Linked DNA regions of Pan troglodytes: regions 1 and 3 are each linked to region 2. Evidence: chromatin contacts called from public Hi-C and HiChIP or PLAC-seq data. All regions are on one chromosome and are shown on one strand. The core of a region is the stretch at or near the end of the contact, and the rest is flanking DNA. Distances in the headings are between cores, read along the strand shown.

Region 1 (3,012 bases), core at 32-2,531, 150 kb before region 2:
CCCACAGTCACCGGGATCTTTTGTTTTAATACAATCACATTGCATCACCCGTTTTCAGGATTGAAAACACTCCTGTGGCCTTTCATGACACTAGGGCTAAAACCCTCAGGTCCTCCATTCCTGCAGCTCCTTCTACCTCAGACACTGTGCTGAGGGCCCCAGCTGGTCAGATCTTTCTAGTCATCTAGACCCAGGCTCATGGCCACCCCTCAGAGAGGCCCTCCATGCTGGCCCATTCCAAATGCTTGCATTATTCCTAGGAAAGGGATGTACTGGTACAGCATGAGGGTGTTTGTGACCTGTGCCCTTTGGCCAGACCCTGACACAGTGCCTTGGTCATACCCTGCACTTGGTCATACCCTCCAGTCCAGAGACTGGACACAGTAGGGCTACGTCAAATATTATAGATGAATGCATGGATGGGCGATACAGCTAAGAGTCGGGGCCTCAGCTCCCGGAGGTCCTTGCTCTGCCGGACACACTTATCTTTGAAATTCTGACTTCCAGGTCGTCTCTATGGACTTCCTCGGTGATACCCACTCGTCCATCTTCGATGCTAAGGCCGGCATTGCGCTCAATGACAATTTCGTGAAGCTCATTTCATGGTAAGGGGGAAGGAGCTGGAGACTCAGAGGGAGGGGAACTAAGGAGTGGTCAGAAGGAACCCCCTTGAACCTCCCGACCCCTCCTCCACAGGTACGACAATGAATATGGCTACAGTCACCGGGTGGTCGACCTCCTCCGCTACATGTTCAGCCGAGACAAGTGAAAGGGGAAGGTCCTTTCTTTCCTTCCCAGGGGCCGGGGCCGGAACATGTGCCTCCCGTTCCAGCATCTGGCTGCCCGAGGGAGGAAGGGCACCCGGGGCGGGCGCCCCACGCCGATGGGTCCATGGTGAAATAAAAAACAGTGCTCACGGCTGCGTCCCGTATCTCTGCGCCGGTCAGGGCGGGTTCTGATCCGGGTTTGAGGCCCGCCCCACCCTTACTCGATCGCCTGCGCCCACGGGCGAGGGGTCGCGCTCGACTCCAAGCCGGGTTCCACTTCAGGAGACCGGGACCGCGATGGCAGCGGTAGAGGCCCCGCATGGCTGGAAGTCACTCCCCAAAGCTCTGGGCCGGCAGCGGTGGGAACCAGGGCCGGCCACGGGCGCTCTGACGTCACTGGGCGCGACGCCCCGCGCCGGGACTACTGCTCCCAGAAGGTCGCGCGCGGGCCCCCGCCAGTCAGGTGGGTGCCAGGCCCTGGCCGTGGCGAAAGTGCCGGCAGAGCCGGAGGCCCGCTCCCGGAGACGCCGCCTCGCGATCCCCGCGCGGGCGGGACCGGGCGGCCGGCGTCATGACCCTGTTTCACTTCGGGAACTGCTTCGCTCTTGCCTACTTCCCCTACTTCATCACCTACAAGTGCAGCGGCCTGTGAGTGCGGGAAGGGCGCGGGGCGGAGAGGGCGCGGGGCCCGGGCCGACCCTCACCTCCCGCTTCTCCAGGTCCGAGTACAACGCCTTCTGGAAATGCGTCCAGGCTGGAGTCACCTACCTCTTTGTCCAACTCTGCAAGGTGAGGGCCACCGGGAAGCCACGTGTTCTGGCCCCCAGGCTCTGCAGACCCAGGGACCCGCCCCCGTTGCCTATCCGCGCCCCCGCCGCCCCACGGTGGGACCGCCCTCGGGACTCCGCATTGGGAGGCGTCAGGATACCTAGAGAGGATGGACTTTAAAGAGGGCACGACCTGAGAAGAGACCTAGAAGCAACTTTTGCGTAGCACTTAGTAAAACTGAGAAAACCTCAGTAGTGTGGTTGGCTAACAGGTTTTTTTTGGTGCGGTTAAGAGTGATCACTGATTCCGTACGTGCTGCTAACACTGCCCAGGGAGCAGCACCTTCAGACCTGACTCAGATGCCCTGTGATCACCCAGAACTCAAACTTCCAGCCCCCTCGGGGACCCGGGGACCTATCCTCTATCTCCCCGATTCCTGTAATTTTGCCACCATCTGGTGGTTCCTCTTCCAGATGGGCCCCCAGAACCTGTCCTGCCCTCCTCATACCCACGAACTTCCCACAAATCCCACGTGGTTTATCTTGATCCCCTCACCTTGAAGTGACCTCTTTCTACTTTCTGTTCTCAGATGCTGTTCTTGGCCACTTTCTTTCCCACCTGGGAAGGCGGCATCTATGACTTCATTGGGGTGAGAGGGGCCAGGGAAGGGCAGGGAGTTCAGGAATGGGGCTCCCTGTCCCCCTGTGCTTACTTAAGCCTCAACCTGACCCGCAGGAGTTCATGAAGGCCAGCGTGGATGTGGCAGACCTGATAGGTCTAAACCTTGTCATGTCCCGGAATGCCGGCAAGGGGGAGTACAAGATCATGGTTGCTGCCCTGGGCTGGGCCACTGCCGAGCTTATTATGTCCCGGTGCGTACAGCAGCCTGGAGCCCAGACCCCTGAGAAGGGACACCTGGGTTCCACGGGGGTGCTGGAGGGCAGGGGCTCAAAGCCTGGTGCTGAAGGTGTCTGAGTACTGGAGAATCCCATCCTTTGCCTTCCTCAGCTGCATTCCCCTATGGGTCGGAGCCCGGGGCATTGAGTTTGACTGGAAGTACATCCAGATGAGCATAGACTCCAACATCAGTCTGGTAGGCAGTCGTGCTTTCCCACATACACATTTCTGCTGGCGGCCATACTCCTCCCCGAGGCCTGGCCCCGACTTTCTGCCTCCCTCCAGGTCCATTACATCGTCGCGTCTGCTCAGGTCTGGATGATAACACGCTATGATCTGTACCACACCTTCCGGCCAGCTGTCCTCCTGCTGATGTTCCTCAGTGTCTACAAGGCCTTCGTTATGGAGTGAGTTGGGTGGGGTTTAGGGCTGGGTCCAAAGTGGGGTGGGTTATCTAGTCTCCCTCCCTTATTGTGACATTTTCCTGCAGGACCTTCGTCCACCTCTGCTCGCTGGGCAGTTGGACAGCTCTACTGGCCCGAGCAGTGGTAACGGGGCTGCTGGCCCTCAGCACTTTGGC
Region 2 (2,831 bases), core at 185-2,684:
GGAGTTCACAAACGAAGTGAGGAGACAGGAGGCTAGGGGCAGAATGTGTGCATTCTGGAGGTAGAGGGGGTGGTCTCTCCTGCAGGCAGAAGGCAGAGGCAGGGTTAGAAAACCACACCCCTTCGGGGGGACTGTGGCAGACTGATACTTGGGACATCCAATGGAGGCCTGTGAGGTCAGGGGCGGGGCTAGCTCCAGGGTGGGCCCCAGGAGCCCCAACAGTAGTTCAGAGCATGCGGTGTCCTGGAAGAAGCTACAAGCGGTGAGTGATAGCCTCTCCCCAGCTGAGGCCTTCTTCCCATCACAACTCTGTCTGTCTCCTCCCTGCCAACCTAGAGCCCTCTCCCTGAGGTGTCCAAGTGCAGCCCTCCCTGCCCCAAGGGCCCTTGCTCACAGGGAACCTGCACCTAGGACTCTGCCTGCTGGGTGCTAAGACACTGAGGTTCTGGTTCTCTTCATATCTGGGTTCCCAGCTCTCTTCTTAAAAGCCAATGTGGTGGTTTTGATGTGTGAGAAACTCCTGCCTGGTTGGGTGCTGTCTTTCTATTCTTCACTTTTTGTCTTATGAAAAACAAATTAAACCATCTCCTTACCCGAATCTTGAGAGGAAACAGCCTCCCTGTCTCCAGTCCCCATGTCCTTTCCTCCCATCTCCTCAGGGGTCCATTCTCCAAAAGGTCTCTCCATCATTGGGTCAGGAGCCTCCTCTCCTGTGGCTTCTGCACCTGCTCTCCTCGTTCTCTGGATGGGAATGTCTGGTTCCTTCCCTGAGGATGTGTTCTAGAAGCTTCAGCTTCACAGTGATGACTGCCGGATGCCTTAGCGCCTGCGCTCCTGCAGCCAGGATCCCTATCATGCTGCCCTCTCTGCCTTTCAGGAGCGATGGGCTTTTGGGGGAGGACCCACTAGCTTTCTAAGCTCTCCCGTGAAACTGTGTCATGCTCCATCCCTTAGTGCCGGCGTTGACTGGGTTTTGTGGTGATCCTTGTCTGGAATGAAGAAAGCCTGGCTTGCGCAGAGGTGTTTCCCTGCAGAGGGGCTTGGAGAAGCAGAAGTGGCAGTATCTGCTATCTTTTACGTCAGAGACTGCCAACTGGCAGACTTTCCGCACGCCTGTCTTAAACCCACTACTAGATATTTCTGTTAACTGACTGGCCCTTGCTCTTTAAGTCCTGAATTTGGTCTGATTTCCATTCTCTGGCCACCATGCCTACCTGCTATGATTCTGGATAAGCTCCAATCCTCTCTTGGGTTACTTTATTTGCTCACTCAGGACAGAGGGCTCTGATCTAGGACCAGCAACTCACACCCTCTCCCCTCACATCCACAGGCTTGAAATGAGATGAGATGTTCCTCCCTCCCCTTTCAACCATGGACCTCACACTGTGGACTTCCTCTTAGAGCCTCTGAGTTAGGTACCCAAGCCAAGGCACAATGTCCCTGCCCCCCATAAGACTGCCCAGCCCCTATGGCTCTGATCGGCTGGTACAGCTAGCAGCCAGGCTCCGGCCAGCACTCTGTGATACTCTGATCACCGTAGGGGGCCAGGAGTTCCCCGCCCACAGCCTGGTGCTAGCAGGTGTCAGCCAGCAGCTGGGCCGCAGGGGCCAGTGGGCTCTGGGAGAAGGCATCAGCCCTTCTACCTTTGCCCAGCTCCTGAACTTTGTGTATGGGGAGAGTGTAGAGCTGCAGCCTAGGGAGCTAAGGCCCCTTCAGGAGGCGGCCAGGGCCTTGGGAGTGCAGTCCCTGGAAGAGGCATGCTGGAGGGCTCGAGGGGACAGGGCTAAAAAGCCAGATCCAGGCCTGAAGAAACATCAGGAGGAGCCAGAGAAACCCTCAAGGAATGCTGAGAGAGAACTGGGGGACCCTGGAGAGAAGCAGAAACCAGAGCAGGTTTCTAGAACTGGTGGGAGAGAACAGGAGATGTTGCACAAGCACTCGCCACCAAGAGGCAGCCCCGAGATGGCAGGAGCAACGCAGGAGGCTCAGCAGGAACAGACCAGGTCAAAGGAGAAACACCTCCAAGCCCCTGTTGGCCAAAGGGGAGCAGATGGGAAGCATGGAGTGCTCATGTGGTTGAGGGAAAATCCAGGGGGCTCTGAGGAAAGTCTGCGCAAGCTCCCTGGCCCCCTTCCCCCAGCAGGCTCCCTGCAAACCAGCGTCACCCCTAGGCCCTCGTGGGCTGAGGCCCCTTGGTTGGTGGGGGGCCAGCCTGCCCTGTGGAGCATCCTGCTGATGCCGCCCAGATATGGCATTCCCTTCTACCATAGCACCCCCACCACTGGAGCCTGGCAGGAGGTCTGGCGGGAACACAGGTGAGTGGCGGGGTCTAGTGCTCTGCCTCCAGGCTGGGAGGGCATGGCCCAGGAGGGGCAGCCCTGCTGGGTGGAAGGGCACCGCATCTGTACTGCACAGTTCCTGAGCTGGGGAAGAGACAAGAAGCTGCTGCCACAGGGCACGCCAAAGCCCAGCCCCCGGGGGAGGACTTGGGATACCCCCTCTTCACGAAGGGGCCAGGCTCCCAGGTTTAGCCAAGGCTGTAACTCTTCCCCACCCCATCCCAGGATCCCACTGTCCCTAAATGCCCCCAAAGGGCTCTGGAGCCAGAACCAGTTGGCCTCCTCCAGCCCCACCCCAGGTAAGCCCCTCACTGTCCTGCATACACCTGTAACATGGTGTCTTCTCTGGGGTGGGGCTCGAGGAGTCCAGCCTGAGCAGGGCCCCTACCTCCCACTGTTCCTTCCAGGTTCCCTCCCCCAGGGCCCCGCACAGCTCAGCCCTGGGGAGATGGAAGAGTCTGATCAGGGGCACACAGGTGAGTCGGGCGGGGG
Region 3 (2,842 bases), core at 19-2,518, 220 kb after region 2:
TCCAGCCTGGGTGACAAAGCAAGACCCTGTCTCAAAAAAAAAAGTATGGTCTTTGAAAAGTCACATTAGCATCACCTGGGTACTCGTTAAAAATGCAAATGTTCGGGTCCCACCTCAGACCCACTGAACCAGAAACTCTGAGGTTGGGACCTGGAGATCTATGGTGCCCCCGGGTGATCCTGGTGGGCTGCACTGCAAGGACACCTGGCCTGGCTCCTGCAAGGCAAGGCATCCCTCTCTGCTTTTCTTTCTTTCTTTCTTTCTTTTAAAGACAGAGTCTCACTCTGTCACCCAGGCTGGAGTGCAATGGCTGGATCTCAGATGACTACAATCTCCACCTCCCGGGTTCAAGCAATTCTCTTGCCTCAGCCTCCCAAGTAGCTGGGATTACGGGCGCCCGCCACCACACCCGGCTAATTTTTGTATTTTTAGTAGAGATGGGGTTTCTCCATGTTGGCCAGGCTGGTCTCCAACGCCTGATCTCAAAAGATCCGCCCGCCTTGGCCTCCCAACGAGCCGGGATTACAGGCGTGAGCCACCGCCCCCGGCTGTCAGTGTGTCTTGAGGTCTTTCCCTAATCCCAGATGGCACAAGTTTTCCCTCTTGCAGGCAGAGAAAGGAGCCTTGGGAAGGAGCCCCTCTGGCCTGAAAGATCAAGCCTGTTGCTGGGCATGGCCAGGTAAGGAAACTCCAACCGTGGAAAGGACATTCCAGGGAGGTGGTGCTGAGATAGGGGGGCAGAAAGAGACAGGTTTCGGGGGCCAGTGGCTCTGGAATGAAGCGCTACACTCAAGGCTAGGAATGGTTACTGAATGCACATATACACACACCATTCTCACAGCCCAGGTGCTGCGTCTTAGAGCGTATGAGTGTGTATGTGTGTGTCTGTGTGTGCGCGCGCACGCACGTCTCTATCTCTGTTTCTGTCTTTCTCTGACTTGTCCTTATCTCTTGTCTCTCCATCACTCTCTGTGTCTCGCTGTCTCTGTGCATTTCCATGTCTCGAATATGTGTGTGTTTCAATCTGTCTCTCTGCCTCTTTCCATTTACTCCTCTCTATCCATCAATCTAAGCCTGCCCATCTTTTTGTCTGCCTTTCTGTATCTCCGTTCTTCTCTGTCTCTCTGTCTCAGTCTCTCTGTATCCAGGGATTCTCGTTCCCAGCAGCGCCAGTGCGACTCCATGGGAGGTGGGGCCGGGGCGCGTCTTTGAGAGAAGGGGCGGGTGCCTACGCCTTTAAGCGCGGGTGCGCGCGGAGCCTGCGCCTTTAAGCGCCGGTGCGCGCGCTGCCCTGGGTTCCCGGCGAGGAGGCCGCGGGAGCGCCTGGACCCGGCCCGCCCAGCCCGGCCCCCGCCCGGCCCCCGCCTCGGCCCCGGCGGGGGAGGGGTCTCTGAGCGCGGCCCCTCCCCCCTGCGCCCCCGCCTGCGCTGCGGTGCCCCCATCCCGCGTGTTCCAATCTGTCTGACCGTCCCTCAGCTCCCAGGCCTCGCCCCACCCGGCCCTGGGGCTGCCCGGTCGCCCCCCTCCCCACCGCAGCCGGTCCCCTCCCTCCCAGTCAGCCTCCGCCGCAGCCCAGGAAGCCAGCCGGGACGCCGCCGCCCCGGACTCCGCGCCCTAACCTCCACCTCGGGGGCCTGCACCCCCAGATTGAATCGGGAATTCCGGAAACCCGAGCCTGGAACCCTGATCTGGGACCAGCACCCCGAGATCCGGCCGTGGAACCCCAAGATCTGGAGCCTGAACCCCAGTATATGGGGCTGGAATCTCAACATCGGTCACTGGGACCTCAATATTTGGAGCCGGAACCCCACAATTTGGAACACAGACCCCAATATTTGGAGCAGAACCCCAAGATTTGACATCTAAAACCTCAAGCCTGGAGCTGAACTCTGAATTCTGGGCCTGGGACCTTGAAATCTGGGACTGGATTTCCAGTACTGTACCCTGGAACCCACTCTTGGGGACCTGAACCCTGGGATTCAGGCCTCAAATTCCAAGATCTGGACTGTGGGATTCCAAGGGGCCTGAACCCGAGTTTGGGCCTGAAGTCCTTGCTGCAGACCTGAGTGCTTAAATCTGGGGCTTGAGACCTCCCAATCTTGACTCAGCACCCCAATATCTGAATGCAGAACCCCGGGATCGGATCTCAGACTCTAAACCCCACCGTTTGGCTGCTTAGCATCCCAAGACTGGACCTGGGAGACCCTGACCCTGAACAACCCAAACTGGACCCCTAAAACTGGACCCTAGAGGCCCAATATTTAGGGGTCTGGAACCCCGAGTATTAAGGTCTGGAGACTCCGTTGCCACAGATTTGAGCCGAGTCAGGACACAGTCCCTCTACAGAAGCCTTGGGGACAGGAAAAGCATGACCAGATGCTCCCTCCAGAGCCTTGACCTCTGACTCCCCTGGAGCTAGGACTCTGCTCCCTGGGGCTGCTTCTAGCTCAGGTAAGGCTGCTGAAACCTCAAGGTGGGGAGGGGCTGGGAGGAGCATTGTGGCTGCGGGTTACGGTACCAGGTACCCTTTGACACTCTTGGGGTTTCTCCAGAAAAAAAGACATTCCCCCATGGGTCTGCCTTCAGCTCCTGCTCTGCTCCAAACACTCTCTGGACACTGGCCATCCCTGCCCCTCTCTGACCTTCCCTGCCCCAGTTGATGGGACCTCCAGGTCTCTGACCCCTGCAACCCTTACAGCCTCTCGCTGTCTATCCGGTCCGACTGTCTCCGCCACCTCTCTTGTCCACCACTCCTCTCTCTGGTCTCCTTTCTCCACCTGTCCTCTCAATGGCCATCTCTGTTCCCTTTTTCTCTCTCTGATCATCTTTGTGACACCCCTGT

What was found. A called contact is a pair of places that touch in the nucleus more often than the background predicts. HiChIP or PLAC-seq counts read pairs in DNA pulled down with a chosen protein or histone mark.
Region 1: a contact with region 2 is called in a Hi-C map of stem cell-derived neural progenitor cells, with 5 times the contacts expected there. The contact joins the promoter of TMEM147 here to the promoter of ZBTB32 in region 2. A contact is called at or near these places in 3 of 7 Hi-C or Micro-C datasets (induced pluripotent stem cells and stem cell-derived neural progenitor cells), 1 of 1 datasets of contacts at active chromatin or transcription factors (stem cell-derived excitatory neurons) and 1 of 1 other capture datasets (stem cell-derived neural stem cells).
Region 3: an H3K4me3 HiChIP or PLAC-seq map of stem cell-derived excitatory neurons shows a contact between it and region 2, with 5 times the contacts expected there. The contact joins the promoter of LRFN3 here to the promoter of ZBTB32 in region 2. A contact is called at or near these places in 1 of 7 Hi-C or Micro-C datasets (stem cell-derived neural progenitor cells) and 1 of 1 datasets of contacts at active chromatin or transcription factors (stem cell-derived excitatory neurons).

The regions. Positions count from the first base shown.
Region 1 is chr20:38,687,802-38,690,813 of NHGRI_mPanTro3-v2.0_pri, forward strand. TMEM147 (transmembrane protein 147) reads left to right here and starts at 1,282. Exons shown (of 7, transcript XM_016935691.4): 1 at 1,282-1,415; 2 at 1,487-1,556; 3 at 2,125-2,184; 4 at 2,271-2,407; 5 at 2,544-2,628; 6 at 2,718-2,839; 7 at 2,923-3,012. The coding sequence starts at 1,339. GAPDHS (glyceraldehyde-3-phosphate dehydrogenase, spermatogenic) reads left to right here. Exons shown (of 11, transcript XM_512590.7): 10 at 508-605; 11 at 697-916. The coding sequence ends at 769.
Region 2 is chr20:38,839,755-38,842,585 of NHGRI_mPanTro3-v2.0_pri, forward strand. It overlaps ZBTB32 (zinc finger and BTB domain containing 32), which reads left to right and starts at 1,435. Exons shown (of 5, transcript NM_001135626.2): 1 at 1,435-2,315; 2 at 2,565-2,638; 3 at 2,747-2,815. The coding sequence starts at 1,435.
Region 3 is chr20:39,064,652-39,067,493 of NHGRI_mPanTro3-v2.0_pri, forward strand. It overlaps LRFN3 (leucine rich repeat and fibronectin type III domain containing 3), which reads left to right and starts at 1,269. Exons shown (of 3, transcript XM_524229.8): 1 at 1,269-2,451.